Regions from separate parts of the Sus scrofa genome. Here all the other regions are linked to region 1. The links are chromatin contacts, called in public promoter capture Hi-C and targeted proximity ligation maps. All regions are on one chromosome and are shown on one strand. The core of a region is the stretch at or near the end of the contact, and the rest is flanking DNA. Distances in the headings are between cores, read along the strand shown.

Region 1 (2,734 bases), core at 72-2,571:
CCTACATGCATAGTTAATTATGAACTAAGACAATAGTCACTGAGGCCATCAAGCAACAATGACTAACAATTATAAACAATGTTACATTTATTAAGCAACTATAAACAATAGCAGATGACTAAAGATGTAAAGTCCAGTTTCAGCTAGTTTAAGGTGCATGGTGACGGCTTCTGAAATCAGTTGAAAGCATGGAGCTATTTTTGCATATAAAGACAGTTCATATTTATTTAAAATCAGTTTATTCCACTTTGCACTTCCTCCTATTAATGAGGGGTGGTAGCCAGGAGTGGTTTCAGATACAGCTAAATACTTCTAGCTGAACTAAGGACAAATTCCCCTTTCTAGATGTGCGACTCACCTATTTGTTTCTGGACTTGCCAGGCCCACAGATGCTCCCATTCATTTGGCTGTTCATCATCCCAATTAGTTACAATGGTTAGAATTTCAGTGTTCGAGTTCAAGAGAGGACTTCCTCTTCAGAGTTTGGGGAAGTAAGAAAGCAAGCTGGTAAAAACAAGTTCATGAGTTAAGTTTTTGCCACACCACCCTCCTGCTCCGCAGCAATACAAACTGAAACCAAACTACCCTATTCTTGAAAAGAATCTCATATTAGGAGACAGTTCCTGTGCACTAACACGCACATTTGCTACTTCTCCCGGGAGCTCACTGGGGATAAAATGCGTTCTCCCGTTACAGTTATTCCAGAGGAGGCAGATGAACGTTTTTGAATTTAACAGACAGGGGTGCCTTGCTGAGATTCCTAAAATCCCACTAGGTATTTTCCTTCCTCCAAGTCCAGCTTTGGCTGAATACCTAGAAAACTATCTTCTTCTGCCCCTTTATGAACCAAATCGTGCTGAATTACCTTTCTAGTTAGGTGAGAGCTCACCCTCTTTCAGGTGTCACACGGACGGAGAGATCGGAAGGCCGCGCAGACACCCGGCTCTCAGCAGCCCTCACCCGAGGCGGACGCCGCAGGTCGGAAGGAATGACCCCACGTCCCATCTGAGCCACCCTACTGGCGTGCCCCGTGCAGATTGCTGATGCCATAGTCCACAGATCAAGGGGCAATGACAAGTAAACAACAATAACAACCGTCAGCACGAACTGTCACTGCCGCTCAGGCGGGACGAGCGCAGACTCTTCGAACACCGGGTCCTCGCCCCCTTGCACGCCCACCCGACGTCAGCCGGAAGGAAAGACCCTCCTACCTACAGGGTCGCAGCGAACTCTCCTTCAGCGATTTAAATCCTCCAGAATTCGAATCCTTCTCCAAGGTCTCTCAGGTCCCGCCCACTCTAGCCCCGCCTTGCTGACTCGGATTTCGCACAGGCTCAGAAAGGCGAGCGCATTGACTCTTGGTATTGGTAGTTTTCTCGGGGCCTCTCTGCTCGGCAAGCGAGGAGAAGGGAGGCGTCACGGACTACAAGGTCCGGTGTCCTTCGAGCGGGGTGGGCGGTGAGAAGGATGGGGTTGGGGGGGTTGACCGGGGGTTTTAAACAATAGTTTGGAGGCTGTGTGAAGGGGGAATCCCCGAGTGCGTCACTGGCTGGAAGGAGGGCCGGGACTCGGTACCCCGCGCCGGGGCCCCCGCTCCGCGCGGCCTGGACACACCCGGGCGCAGTTTTCACTCCCCCTCCCCCTGTGTTTTCGCGGGACCTGCGTAGGCCCCGCGCGTGTTCATGGAAGGCGGAAACGGCTGGGGGGACCCTCTCCTTCCAAAGGGGTCTAATCCTCGCCGCCATGTCCGGAGGCTTCGAGCTGCAGCCGCAGGACGGCGGTCCCCGGGTGGCCCTGGCGCCCGGGGAGACGGTGATAGGCCGCGGGCCGCTGTTGGGAGTAAGTGTGGCGGGGGCTTTGCTGGTCGGGACGGCCGCGAGGTCCTGGCCGGCTCCCGAGGCCCCTCTCCCGGACCTTCCCCGATTTGCTAGCACGCCGGCCAGGCCTGTCTGGATTTTAGAAGTTTGGGGGCAGCACTTTTTCAGTCAACTCGAAGCAACTTTCAGACTTTTCCTTCTGTTGCCTTTAAAAACACTGACTTGGGGTATCATCGTTGTCCTTTTACGCGGGGGTCTGCAAACTGGCCCTGGCTCCAAATCCAGCCTGTTTTTTTGTATGAGGGCATATACTGAGAATGGTTCTCAAATTTTCAAATGTAAAGTGTAAACAACCTGAATTAGTCTTTCGTGGAGAATAATTGCTCTAAGAGTTGAGAATATTGCCTCTTGGCTTGGTAGGCCACAGTATTTGCAGTAGTATCTGACCCTTTACGGGAAAAGTTTGCCAACCTCTGATCTTAGCTGTTCTAGAATAATTTCTTTTAAACTTTTGGCCCATTTGCCAAACTTTTATTGTATAGTCTTTTTCAGTAATATCGATGGCCCACCGTTCTGTGTATGTAGTGTTCCAGGCATTGATCTAAGAACTTCACTTGTATCAACTTTAATCTTTTCTAAACCCTTTGAGTTAGGTACTCTTATTATCTTCATTGTTCAAATAAGAAAGTTGAGCTATAGATTGGTTATTTAAAGGGCACACTTAAGCTTTTGGACACCGAGTGCCGATAGGCTATGCATTCTTCCTCTGGGATGTTTAAGAGTTTGAAAACTTGCCAGTTACATTGCGGAATTTTGTAAATCTCTCCCTCAATACGTATATATTTTTTCTTAACATTCAGCATGTCTGGTTTAGTGCCCACTTTGTGCCGCACACTGTGCAGATCCTAGCGCCCTGC
Region 2 (2,734 bases), core at 85-2,584, 340 kb after region 1:
TGCTGCAGGGATCCTTGACCCTCGAGTAGGAACACGGATGGAGATGTACTGGCTACAGCCACCAAGAATCTCCATTGGCCACACCCATCGGTTTGAACGGGCAGCAGTGGCTACACAGGGTGACTTGACCCAGGAGAACTTGGGTTTGGTCCTCCTTGACCTGCCCAAAGAGTTCCACTCTCCTTGTCCTTCCGAGGGCCCAGAACATCCCCTATTCACTCACAATTTATCAAGCACCAACTCTTGCCAGGCCACTGGGTAAACTGAAGTCCAAAAGAGAGGGGAAAGAGAGGGGAAGAAGGTCTTCTCAAGTCTTATCTCATTCCACTTACTTTGGGCTCTATCAGCTTCACCGGGGGTGTGCATGGGCTTAGGGAAGAATGGAGTGAGGTTATTTTTGCTTTTATGACTCTTCAAATTAAAGTGTTTTTTTGTTGTTGTTGTTTGTTTGTTTTGTGGTTGTGAACTCACAATGCTTTCCTAGGAAATGTTTGCTGTCTGGTGAAATCTTTTAAAATCCAGCAGTTTCTGATTCTGTTCACCAGATTGACTAAGGTTTCCCTCTTTTTCCCACCCCTGACCATGCTGGGCCCTCTGTTCTGGTGTTTTTCTTTTAGAAGCACAGCTCATGGAGACGTACTTCCTAGACAATGAGAATAACACCCCCATGCCCATCCTTGCTGTAGTGAATCCAGGTTCTGCGAGTTCAGAGAAAAGAATTCACAAAAGACTCAGAGGAGCTATAAGGCCTGTAAGTGTGTGTGGTGGGTGAAGGAATCCTGCCCCCTTTCCCAGACCAGAGCTCTGCTCCTGTGTGTGTGTGTGTGTGTGTGTGTGTGTGTGTGAACATCTGATCTCCACTGGCACAGAAACCATCTCTCAGGCCCCCCTGCACGCCTCCCTAAGTCAAAGCCCCGCCTTCCCAAAGAAATACCCCATTTTGCCTTATAAGGCAAAACTGAGGTTTCTAATTTCTCTCCTTAAAGCTGTAGGAAGTAGAATCAGCAGGTGCCAAGAGGCGTGGGCCAGGGTCACATTTCCACACTGACTCAGCGAGTCTTGTTAAGAAACAGGCCCCAGCGAGGATGCTCTAGGTGACGTGAAGGACAGTGAATGGTTGCCCGGTGCTGCCCGGTGCTTTTCCCTGCTTTGCCCATCCCCTGGGGTCAACAGACTATATGCCCTTGTCCTACTTGCATGTGGAGAAGATCCTTATGGGCCATGCAGCAGAACCCAGAACCGAGGGAGATGCCCTGGGCGGGGCCGCAGCAGGTGGGAGGTGAGGGGCGTGGCTGCGAGGCAGGCGGAGCCCGGTGGGCGGGACAAACGTGCTGGGCAGGAAGTTCCAGGAAGGGCATAAAGTCAGAGCAGGAGGCACCCTGGCTTGTGAGGAGAGTCAGATGGGGGGGAGTCTGGAGGCAGCAAAGAGATGGAGCTACAGGGAGGCCAAGGTCCAGGGTGGAGGAGAACTGAGAGGCCAGGTTAGGACCAGGCACGCAGCCATGCAGGACACTGCAGCTGGAAGAACTGGGCAGCTGAGTTCAGAGCCAAGTGAGCTGCTCTGGTGCAAGACTACGGTGGGGCCTGGATGTAAAATAAAGCCCCAATCATGAGGAAAGTGACAAGGGCTCCGTCACCAGAACCCTGGGTCACCGCAGGGTTGAGCCATTGGTTCAAGGCTGCTGGAATTAGCACGATTGATTCCCAATCCTGGGCCATGGTTGAGCATGGCTGTGGTCCTACTGCCCCACCAGATATGGACTGATCTCCGGGAAAAACCATAAGGTCCACACCTGCTTATCCTTGAATAGCCCCTCACTGACCTCCTGCTGCATCCTCCCTCCCCGATCCCTACCAAGAAACCCAGAGAGCTGTGATCACCTGAACCATGTCTCAGCTCCCCAAGCACACCCTCCACACCTTGGGCATTGACCCACCCGAATGTTCCCAGCAGGTCCCGCCGGCTTTAGAAGCCCCACAGACTCCCCGTTCAACCCCAGTCACCCCATCCCTGAAACAATTCTTTGTCCCTGTTTTCCCATCTCTGACTGACAAAAATTATTACCTGAGTGAAGGGGAGGGATTGGAGGGGAAACCTGGGTCGTGGGTGCCATCAGAAAGGAAATGAAGACAGTGACATTGGGAGGAGAGAAAAGGTAGTTGAGAGTTATGTCACAAAGCAAAATGCACAGCTTTAGGGGCTGGTAAATGAGTGAAGGGAGACAGAGACACGTGGAAGTGACGCCAGGAATTTGAACATGGGGGGATGCACACATTTTCCTGCTGTTGCTTTGGCTTTCAGTTTTTGGTAATCCTATATTCCTTTCGTTCCGTGTGAGGAAGGAAATCTGCAGTCTGCAGGGGGATGGAATGGAAAGAGCATTGAACTTGAACTGGAGGGTGTGGTTACCGCATCCTCCCAGACTGGCTGCGTGTCTTCCGGCTTCATTTCTTCATCTATAAAATGGGCAAAGGTCACCTTCCTCATCTATTCCAAGGGAAATGATGTGAATGAAATTTTTGTAAACTAAGTAAAATAGCTGTAAGATTTTATGTGCTGATGATTGCAACCTCTCTCTGCCACACTCTCCTCCTCAACCTCTTACTGGGTCTCTCGTGAGGGACTTGTTTCACCGCCTTTGCTCCTACGCCACCTTGTGGCTTTTTTGTGAGTTGCATATCATATTAAGGGGCTCATAAGCAAAAAGAAAAAGTGACAAATTTACAAATCGAA
Region 3 (2,734 bases), core at 149-2,648, 310 kb after region 1:
CCACATTGACAAAGTCAGGCCTGTCTCAAAAATCCAAATCCTGTACTGTTGTTTTGCCACTGCCTTTTTTGCTTTCAAGAACATTTGGCCAACATCTACTCAAACCCCCTTTTGCACCTGGTCAATGACTATAAAAGCATAATTGGTAACTATGAAGAATTGCTTTCTTTGGACCCACCACCCATATTGGAATCGAGTATTCGATATTAGCCACAAAAATCTTGACTACTTGCATCCTATTAAACAAAGAATTACCTTGCTAGATCCTTAGATTTAGGACTTCATAAGGATCTAGGGAGGGGAAGAAAACACATTTTTCCCACTGATATCTAAGCTTGTGCTTTGCTCTTTGTAAGGACACAGAATAAGCCGGATCATTAATTGGGCCTTGCACACTTCCCGGAAACTATACACAGGGCTTCAAGGATACACACGTCACATCAAAGAAACAGAACTTTAGGAAGAATCTCGAAAACATACGTTTCCATTCTGTTTGAACACGTCTTACATCAGGTCCCAGAATGGAAACTCACCCAAAGGTTGAGGGAAACACAAACGGCCACTTTCTGTATTTTGTCTACTTTCATCATTTTCAGAAGCTGACAAATACTGTGGTCAATTAAAAGCCAAATGGAACTGAGGCCTATCTGGGAAAAGGGCAGAAGTATGGTGGTAGACTAACATTAACATCTTTTATGACCTGCCGTCCAAATTGAAAAATTTTAAAGGCCCAATGATGAGGTCAAAATGGCAGACACCCTACAACTCTGGATCAAAAGATATTCTTTAATCCCTTTTAATGCCATTTGGAAAATGAAGACGTTACAGAACACACTGTGCATTGTTTCTGTGTGTCTGTGTCCACACACACCCCTATACAGACGTTTTCACTCTTATCTGTATCCCTCCCTTGCATGGTCCATTTACCTAGTGCTTCTGAAAATGCAAAGCCAGATTTCATCAGTAAAACGTCAACCTACCTTCATTCTTGAAACTCCTAATGATGTTGGCAGAGGGCATGGAGGTCCGATCTGTGGCAAATTTATTGTAGAGTTCCAGCATGTACTCGGGGGGGTCGACCTTGGCTGAGTCCTGCATCGGGATGTCAGACAGGTTCAATGTCTTGAGAAACTCGTTCTTCATGCTCTGGAGCAGGCTGTTGAAGTCGACACCATCTTGCTCCGAGAAGACATCGTCAAAGAGTGGCATATCTTCTTCCAGAGGCGACTGCTCCAGGCTCATGATGGGGCTGCCAGAAACCCAGGGAGCCACCAGGCAGGAGAGCGCGCACAGCTGTAGGGCCAGGAAACCCATAGCTCTGCTCGAGCCCCCAGGCCAGCCCAGGAAGGTTTAGCGCTCCTGGGCTCTAAGTGGCAGTTTTATCTTGCAGAGCATAAATGTCTCCTGTCACTGGAGACAAGTTTGGAAACTTCCCTTCTCTCTCCCTCCCCCCGCCACTCTTCCCACACACACCCCCCAACACCAAAAGTCAGGTTGCAGTAATTGGATAACAAAATCCCCCATAGGGGCCTAGCCTTTCTTATCTCCCTAGTGTAAACTTGTGCACCAGATTTTGTTTCTATCTTGCAATCCTTTTTTCTTTTAATGAGCATTTTGTAAACATTTCCACATTCTGACACTGGCTGAGAGATAGGACAGTTTTCTTCTTGCAAAGGCTCTGCTTCTCCTCCTTTGAATCCACTTCCTTTTGGCAGAAGCACCTACATTTTGCTTTTACATGGTTCAGTGTCACACATGCAGATAATAGATATTAAGAATCGACATAATGCACATGGGTGGCGATACGGTTTAATGCAAGTGAGGGGCCTTTCATTCTCACATAAATCTCTCCGAAGAAAGACCAAATCTCCAGCGTTTTCAAGTTAAGTTAATAGATACAAATGAACTTACAGAAATCTTTAACCGCTGACATTATTAGAAAGAAGAGAGTAAAAACTTTGTCATCAATAGCCTTTTTTGTACAGACTTGATCTGGCTAAAATGGCTTTTGAAAAATAGGGCAAGTGCTTCATTATTACAGCAGCTAAGATTTATTAGGTGCTTTCCTACGAACAGGCAATGTGCTAAGTACTTTGTATATATCGCCAAATGTGCTTCCTATAATGACACTATTATTATCCCCATGGCATACATCGGTCACTAAGTTTCAATATGTTGCCAGAGGTCACAAAGTGACAAAGTGATGGAGCCAGGATTTGAATCCAGGCAGTCTGACACTTATGAAACAAGAAAACAATCAGACCTTTGCTTTTTTTAGGGCCGTACTTGCGGCATATGGAAGTTCCCAGGCTAAGGGTCGAATCAGAGCTGCAGCTGCCGGCCTACAGCACAGCCACAGCAATGTGGGATCCAAGGCTTGTCTGTGAGCTACACTGCAGCTTGTGGCTACACCAGATCCTTAACCAACTGAGCAAGGCCAGGGATCAAACCTGCATCCTCCTGGATACTAGGTGGGTTCATAAGCTGCGGAGCCACAGTGGGAACTCCCAGCAATCAGACCTTTTAACCAGTGTTCCCTGGGCTATAGCTCCAGCCCAGCCTTTTGCCCGGGCACCCACAGTTAGGAGAAGACAGGCAATAGCGTGTGGCTGGATGTGGACCTCAGGTCCTTCACTGGAATGACGAATTATTAAGATCACCAAAATCTCTGCTAAAGCCATCTTTACGGTTAAATCAAATTCATCACATGGCTTCAGTGAAAGCTTGGCAAACA

What was found. Promoter capture Hi-C pulls out the DNA fragments that hold promoters and counts their contacts.
Region 2: a contact with region 1 is called in a targeted proximity ligation map of alveolar macrophages. A contact is called at or near these places in 2 of 5 promoter capture datasets (fetal liver and fetal skeletal muscle), 10 of 47 Hi-C or Micro-C datasets (blood, embryonic fibroblasts, fetal heart ventricle and 6 more) and 2 of 2 datasets of targeted methods (alveolar macrophages and skeletal muscle).
Region 3: a promoter capture Hi-C map of fetal liver shows a contact between it and region 1, with 2.8 times the contacts expected there. A contact is called at or near these places in 1 of 5 promoter capture datasets (fetal liver), 2 of 47 Hi-C or Micro-C datasets (embryonic fibroblasts and omental adipose tissue) and 1 of 2 datasets of targeted methods (alveolar macrophages).

Annotation. Positions count from the first base shown.
Region 1 is chr3:73,829,886-73,832,619 of Sscrofa11.1, reverse strand. It overlaps FBXO48 (F-box only protein 48), which reads right to left and starts at 1,321. Exons shown (of 4, transcript XM_021087420.1): 1 at 1,212-1,321; 2 at 359-504. It overlaps APLF (aprataxin and PNK-like factor), which reads left to right and starts at 1,462. Exons shown (of 10, transcript XM_005662500.3): 1 at 1,462-1,839. The coding sequence starts at 1,744.
Region 2 is chr3:73,486,166-73,488,899 of Sscrofa11.1, reverse strand. No RefSeq gene overlaps it. Among named protein-coding and RNA genes, the nearest start is that of GKN3, 19 kb to the right of the region's middle.
Region 3 is chr3:73,518,568-73,521,301 of Sscrofa11.1, reverse strand. It overlaps BMP10 (bone morphogenetic protein 10), which reads right to left and starts at 1,398. Exons shown (of 2, transcript XM_003125070.4): 1 at 981-1,398. The coding sequence starts at 1,314.